Linked DNA regions of Ovis aries: region 2 is linked to region 1. Evidence: chromatin contacts called from public Hi-C data. All regions are on one chromosome and are shown on one strand. Each heading gives the region's core, a stretch centred on a gene start, on an enhancer-like site or on the middle of the called end of the contact. The rest is flanking DNA. Distances are from core to core; before and after follow the strand shown. Region 1 overlaps LOC121818043 (a long non-coding RNA gene). Region 2 overlaps PSD3 (pleckstrin and Sec7 domain containing 3).

The links. Hi-C and Micro-C count contacts between places; a contact is called where the count stands out from the background.
Region 2: a Hi-C map of liver shows a contact between it and region 1, with 2.9 times the contacts expected there. The contact joins two enhancer-like sites. A contact is called at or near these places in 2 of 16 Hi-C or Micro-C datasets (hypothalamus and liver).

The regions. Positions count from the first base shown.
Region 1 is chr26:37,664,381-37,667,583 of ARS-UI_Ramb_v3.0, reverse strand. It overlaps LOC121818043 (a long non-coding RNA gene), which reads left to right. Exons shown (of 4, transcript XR_006058149.2): 4 at 1-2,002. Among named protein-coding and RNA genes, the nearest start is that of TRNAC-ACA, 6.0 kb to the right of the region's middle. Within about 2 kb of position 1,548, at least 10 of the 54 cell types and tissues checked have an H3K27ac peak or open chromatin away from gene starts, as enhancers often do. A contact at or near this core is called in liver, where this site is marked.
Region 2 is chr26:37,866,561-37,869,763 of ARS-UI_Ramb_v3.0, reverse strand. The region is part of intron 3 of PSD3 (pleckstrin and Sec7 domain containing 3); the gene reads right to left. Among named protein-coding and RNA genes, the nearest start is that of PSD3, 180 kb to the right of the region's middle. Within about 2 kb of position 1,588, at least 2 of the 54 cell types and tissues checked have an H3K27ac peak or open chromatin away from gene starts, as enhancers often do. A contact at or near this core is called in liver, where this site is marked.

The sequences.
Region 1 (3,203 bases), core at 299-2,798:
TTTTTGATTTCTGTCTTTTTTCTTTAATTAGGAAAGTATGATAACACATTTTTAGGAGTATTAGAAAATACAAAACAAGGCTACATATAGTTCCACTATATAATTATTACAATTATTTTTTAAGTAGATAAGTTAAAATTTTTTAGTTGGAGTTTCAGTATCAAACTCTCAAAAATTAATAGAATGCATGTACAGAGAAGTAGAATATAGTAGACCAGAAAAGCACTATTAACCAATCCAATGTAATTAAGATGTATACAGTTTTCACACAACAGTAAGATACGGATTCTATTCAATTTCCCATAGACTGTAAACTAGGAGACACTGGAACATATCCAGGGACATGAAACAAGGTGCAAAAACTTTACAGTCTAGAGGTATTGAAATCATAGAGAGTGCTCTCTTATCACTGTGGAATTATGCTGAAAATCAATATCAAAAGATATTTCAAACTAACCCATATATTTTCAAACACCATGTGACATTTACCTAAAGAGCTCTTCAGTTTAGCCATCAAAGCCTCAATAAAGTTAGGCTGAAAAAAATAGAGGGTGATCGCAGAGAAGAAGGCATTTAAACGAGAAATTAGTATCACAGTGAGAAATTAATAGTAAAGGTACTTTAAACAAAATCCTATGTATTTGGAAATTAAATGTCTAGTTTTAAAACGGAAGAGGCTCCTTTTCCTAATACTTTCCAGCCTCGAAGAAAGGACCAAGTTCATCCTGCTGACATCATTATATTATGACTGTTACTGGAGATGGTTTGGCTCTCAACTGCAATGACACGTCTCTCCACTAGGTCCCCGAACTTCTTTGGGGGAATGGAGATGGGGGTTAGGGGGAGCAACACCAAGAGCTCTGGGCCCTCCTTGTAGCTCAAGTCTGGTCTCTGGGGTTGAGCAACTAGCCCTTCTCTGCCACTTGGTCCATTTTACAGATGAGGAAACTGACTCGGAAGAGTGGAAGCTCACTAGCTGTGATCTGTCTCCCGCACTGAGGGCCAAGGATGACACCACGCAGGGTACCTTTGCAGAGCTGCCAGGAGCCCTCGCGGCATCGCCCTGGAGGCTGAGGACACAGTCTCCGCAGCTCACCCGGACCGCCCCCCAGCGCGCAGGGGCGCGGTCCAGGGATGCTGATTTTGCCCCCAGGGTGTCACTGAAGCGAACCTCTGATCAAGAACCGCTGCATCTCCAGGGGCTCCGCTCGCACTGAAGCTGTTTGGATTACTCGGCTCCTCTGTCGTTTCCCCGTTAGCGCAGTTTCTGCCCACGCAGCATCTCTGGCGTCCCAGCGATTATTCTCGGGGCACCAGAGGAGGGAAGGGTTCACCTGCCCTTCCCGCCCCAGGACGACAGCCCCAGAGGGCTGCGGGCACCCGTCCCCGCGGGGCCCTTACTGAGTGCCTTGTCTGCACGTCTGCGCTGCTGGGCCCCAGGATAAAGCCCCGGGCAGCGACCCCGTCCTTGAACAAACCCGGAGATTGCTTTCACGACTGCAGGGCGCACACGTGGTCCCGGAGTCCTACAGCGCGGCCTGCTGGAACAGCCGGTTACTCCCTGCTGCCGCTGGGTCCCCGCGCAGGGGCTGAAGGCTGGTGCCGACCTCCGCATCCACACCAGTACTGCTCCAGTTAGCCTTTTCAGTAGCATGGATTTCCTAAGGACAGCAACAATAACAAAATCTCCACGAAACGCAAGGCTGAGAACGCCGCTGAGAGCAGTGGTTTCGGGAGGGAAAGTGTTAGAGTTCTTCCAAGCAAAGGCTGTTTGGCTCTCAAACGCACATTTGGGAAATCGAAGGTCCTTCCATTGTTACTGAAAGTTTCCACAGAGACTGAGATTCCTGTGAAATCCATGTGCTCCGGATACCTTCCCCTGCCTCCCAGACTACCGCACGACTTCATTTCCTTAGAAGGATCAGGAGCCTCCCTCAGGTTCCGTGGTATTACTTAATGAGATGTGTCCGAGATGAATAAAGATGTAGTGTGTGCGTATATGTATGTGTGTGTGTGTATGTGATATATATGTATATGTATATGTATATGTATATGTATATATATATATATATATATATATATATATATGCTTTCCTGGTGGCTCAGTGGTAAAGAATCCTACTAATGCAGGAGACACTGGTTCACTCTCTGGTCCAGGAAGATCCCCTGGAGAATAAAATGGCAGCCCACTCCAGTATTCTTGCCTGGGAAGTTCCATGGACAGAGGAGCCTGGCGGGCTACAGTCCATGGGGTCATCAAAGAGTCAGACATGACTTAATGATTAAACAACTATATATAAAATTAAATATATTAATATAATTAATTAATAATATATAAATAGAAAATATAATTTAAAACTACATTTTCTATAAATAAATTATATAATATATAAAATATACTAATATATTAAATTATAGGATTAAACAACTATATATATAGTATGTGTATATATATAGACACAGTGACTAAATAACAACAACTATACATACACACAATGGAATAATACTCAACCATAAAAAATGAATGAAATTATGCCATTTGTGGCAACATGGATGGACCTAGATGATCAAACTCAGTAAGTCAGACAAACACAAATATTACATAAAACAAACTTATGGTTACCGAAGGAGAAGAAGGGGGTGGATAAATTATAAGTTTGAGATTAACAGATACACACTACTATATATAAAATAAACGACAAGGACCTACTGTATAGCACAGGGAACTATATGTCTTGTGATACCCAATAATGGAAAATAATCTGAAAAATAATAGATAGATATGTAAACATATAACTGAGTCACTTTGCTGTATACCTGAAACTAACACAAAACTGTAAATTAACTATAACTCAATTTTTTTAATGGTAAAGAAAAAAATAACTCAGGATAAGTCCTATTTCTGGTGGCTGGATAATTTCAGCTTTGAATGAAAAGGCAAGGGCAGACCACTGAAAAAAACCTTAAAGGTTGGATTCGTGTATAACTGTACTCCTTTTCTTCCTCTGTGCCCCTCAGCAACAGGTCTGAATGTCGGCCTAGGGTAATGTAACGGACGTGAGCTTTGAAGTCAGGGAGTTGTTCAGTCGCTCAGTCGTGTCTGACTCTCTGTGACACCATGGACTGCAGCACGACAGACCTCCGTGTCCTTCACCATCTCCTGGAGCTTGCTCAAACTCGTGTCCATTGAGTCGGTGATGCCA
Region 2 (3,203 bases), core at 339-2,838, 200 kb before region 1:
TCTGGAAGATCACACAACCTGCTGCCATTTCCCAATATAATTTTGCTAGAAAATAATATAATCACAAAGGCAGCAATCATCCAATTACACTGTCTGTGCCGCTGACTGCTACGCCCAGATTTCCCCTTCCGTCAGAGTCCTATGACTCAATTATGCTACTGTGCTTACCAAACAACTTCTTGGAAAGTAAGAGTTGTTGAAAAATGAAATTCAAAACAGCCTGTAAGTTATCATACGCAGAGAAAAGCAGTTCCACTGGTCCTTAACCAGTAGTCACGTGAAGGCCAAGCAAAAGAAACTACAGCTCCGTCTATTTAAACGTTTCCACTTTCATTGTCCACAGACTGAAGAGCCATAGGAAGAACCAACCTGCTTCATTTCTGTAAGTCGCTTTTTCTCAGCAGAGGTCTGGGAACAGAAGGCAAGAGAATCGGGGAGCAACTGCCACGTGACCTTCTTATGACTGCCCTCGGCTCAGCCCCCCACCCTCCTCCTATTGTTTCAGACCCCTCTCTCAACAACCTAAATCCCAGCTTCCTAGAAGAAAAAAAAAAAAAAAAAAAACAAGGAAAAGCATACTGATATTCAAACGTATAGAAAAGTCTAGGTCACTTCCATCGTGTGACGTAACTGTAAGTCAAAATGAGTGAGCTTTACATTCAATTTTAAATGGTGAATCTGCTGTATTTGAATTCCAATTAAGTACTTATAAATATATGGAATTCCTTACACAGTCCCTTTAGTATCCTTTTAGACACTGTATTTTTGAAGGAAAAATATACAATTTCCATCTCTTGAGCCAAACAACAATCCTGCTTCCAGTATTTTAGCCAACAGACATCTAAAATAATGCTTGCTGACAAATCAGTCATCCAGTTTCAGATTCCAAGACCCAGAGAATCTGAATACAAGAGCCAAAGTCCCGCAGCGCACAGTGCTAACTTTGAGGACATAGAAGCAGAGTGGTGGTGAAGATCACTCGACTGCCAAGTTTAAATCTCAGTTCTGCCGCTTACTGAGCTGTGTTACTTAACTTCTCCAGACTTCAGACACTACTGACCACATGGGGCTGTCATGGGGACTCAAGGTAACCTGTGTTAAAACAGTGACTAGATCTCAATAAACATTAGCTGTGACTGTAACAATGTATCATGCTTGAAAATATCACATAAAATTAGCATTTTCCCAAAAGTCAGGCCATCATTTGAAACTTAAAGGAAAATGCTGCCTCTCAGACAACCTACCTGAAACTACTATGTAAGAAAAAAGCTTTCAGCTCAGGTCAAAGTGTTCATTCTCCCACTTACCCTAACCTCAAAGATAAACTTCCCATAATGTCCATCAACATGTACAAACTATTCTGACTTATCTACTGGTCTGTGACCAGAGAAAAGCAAGTTTCAAACTATTAATAACAGATGGCTGTTCCCAGTTAAACAAGCCAGGAGAAATGAGTGGTTAGCCACGGCCAGGGCCTGGTGTTCCCACAGAGGCAGGGGAGAGAAGCTGGTGACTCCCTTCCTTATATCACAGGTGTCCCCAAGAGGGAAGGCACCCCGCCACCTCTGTGTCCTGGAGTGTCAACAAAATCCTGTCCACTGGCACCAACAGGGCCCCAGTTAGTTGACCTTCTGGGCACAGTGGAAAACAAGGATTGCAGGGACACGCGCTGTTTTATACAAATAAGATAGCAGAAGCAAAGATTCATTATTAGCGTTGGGAGTTAACACCTTATTTTCGAATGAGGCATGGGAATCCAGTAAACGAGCTTAAGAATAACTTCACTACATGATGGAAGTCTCTTTCCTCTCCCGTCTCCCCACTACCCCTTTCTGCAAAGTGTGACAGCAGTTCACATTACCACTGCAACCACTACAAGCAACACTATTTAAACTGGAGTCTGTGAAAAACGTCTTTGGAAGATGGACATGTAACTCAGAAACACGGAAAGGTACAAAGGGACACACACTCACAAAAAACAATAATAATAATGCTACTGCTAAAATTCTTTCCAGCAAATCTCTGAAACTGCAAAGAATACCACAAGCTGTCCAGGCAGGGACGCCAAGAACAAACGCTTTGGGCCATTTCATCTGGACCGTGCACCACGCGACACTGAGGTTCGGCTGATTTAACTGTGAAAGAGCTCCAGAAGAGCTGAGTGGCAGTACTCAACGTGGAAACACCTCCACTTACGTCAAGGGGAAGCCAGGGACCTCTCTGCCTGACCCAACTACGCGGTGCATGTCTGCTAAGTAGCGGCAGTCGTGTCCAACTCTTTGCGATGCTACGGACTGGAGCCCGCCAGACTGCTCTGTCCGTGGGATTCCCCAGGCAAGAATACTGGAGTGGGTTTCCACGACTGCACAGGGGGGTCCTAAATGCTGAGAACCACAGAAGCAGCAGTGACGGGACATGAGACTGGACCCCAAGGTCTATGAGCCTGAATCACATGTTCAGGTGAGGGGGCTTTGGTCACCTCCTGATCACTAGATTATTTCTCAGACTGTCTAAACTTCAGTCATGTCTGAATTCATGTCTAAAAAATCGAGAAGGATTACCATCCATTACTCATCTCCTGCTGCTGCTGCTGCTAAGTCGCTTTAGTCGTGTCCAACTCTGTGAGACCCCACAGACGGCAGCCCACTGGGCTCCGCCATCCCTGGGATTATCCAGGCAAGAACACTGGAGTGGGTTGCCATTTCCTTCTCCAATGCATGAAAGTGAAAAGTGAAAGTGAAGTCGCTCAGTCGTGTCCGACTCTTAGCGACCCCATCCATGGACTGCAGCCTACCAGGCTCCTCCATCCATGCGACTTTCCAGGCAAGAGTACTGGAGTTGCCTTCTCCAGCTCATCTGCTAACCGAACCCAAACCCAAAGAAATAATCTTTTCAGAATTGCCAAATGACAACATCACCTCAGATAAACCTCAAACAAACGAGCCTGGAGGCCAAAGTACATACATATTTTAACATTCACATGGTTTTTGCCTCGGCACTTCTTAACCAAGACTGGGATTAATCCATTACCACTGGAGTCTTAGTTTATGAATGATGTCAGATGACTCCAGAATGTCCAAAGGGGGTGGGGGGGGGGGGGGCAGGGAAAGAAACTCTAAAAGGAATAATGCTTTGGACACTTTTTAAAATATAATGCCAGGCTAAATCCCACTCATGTTTTCCATCACGGTCAGCAAACAGAT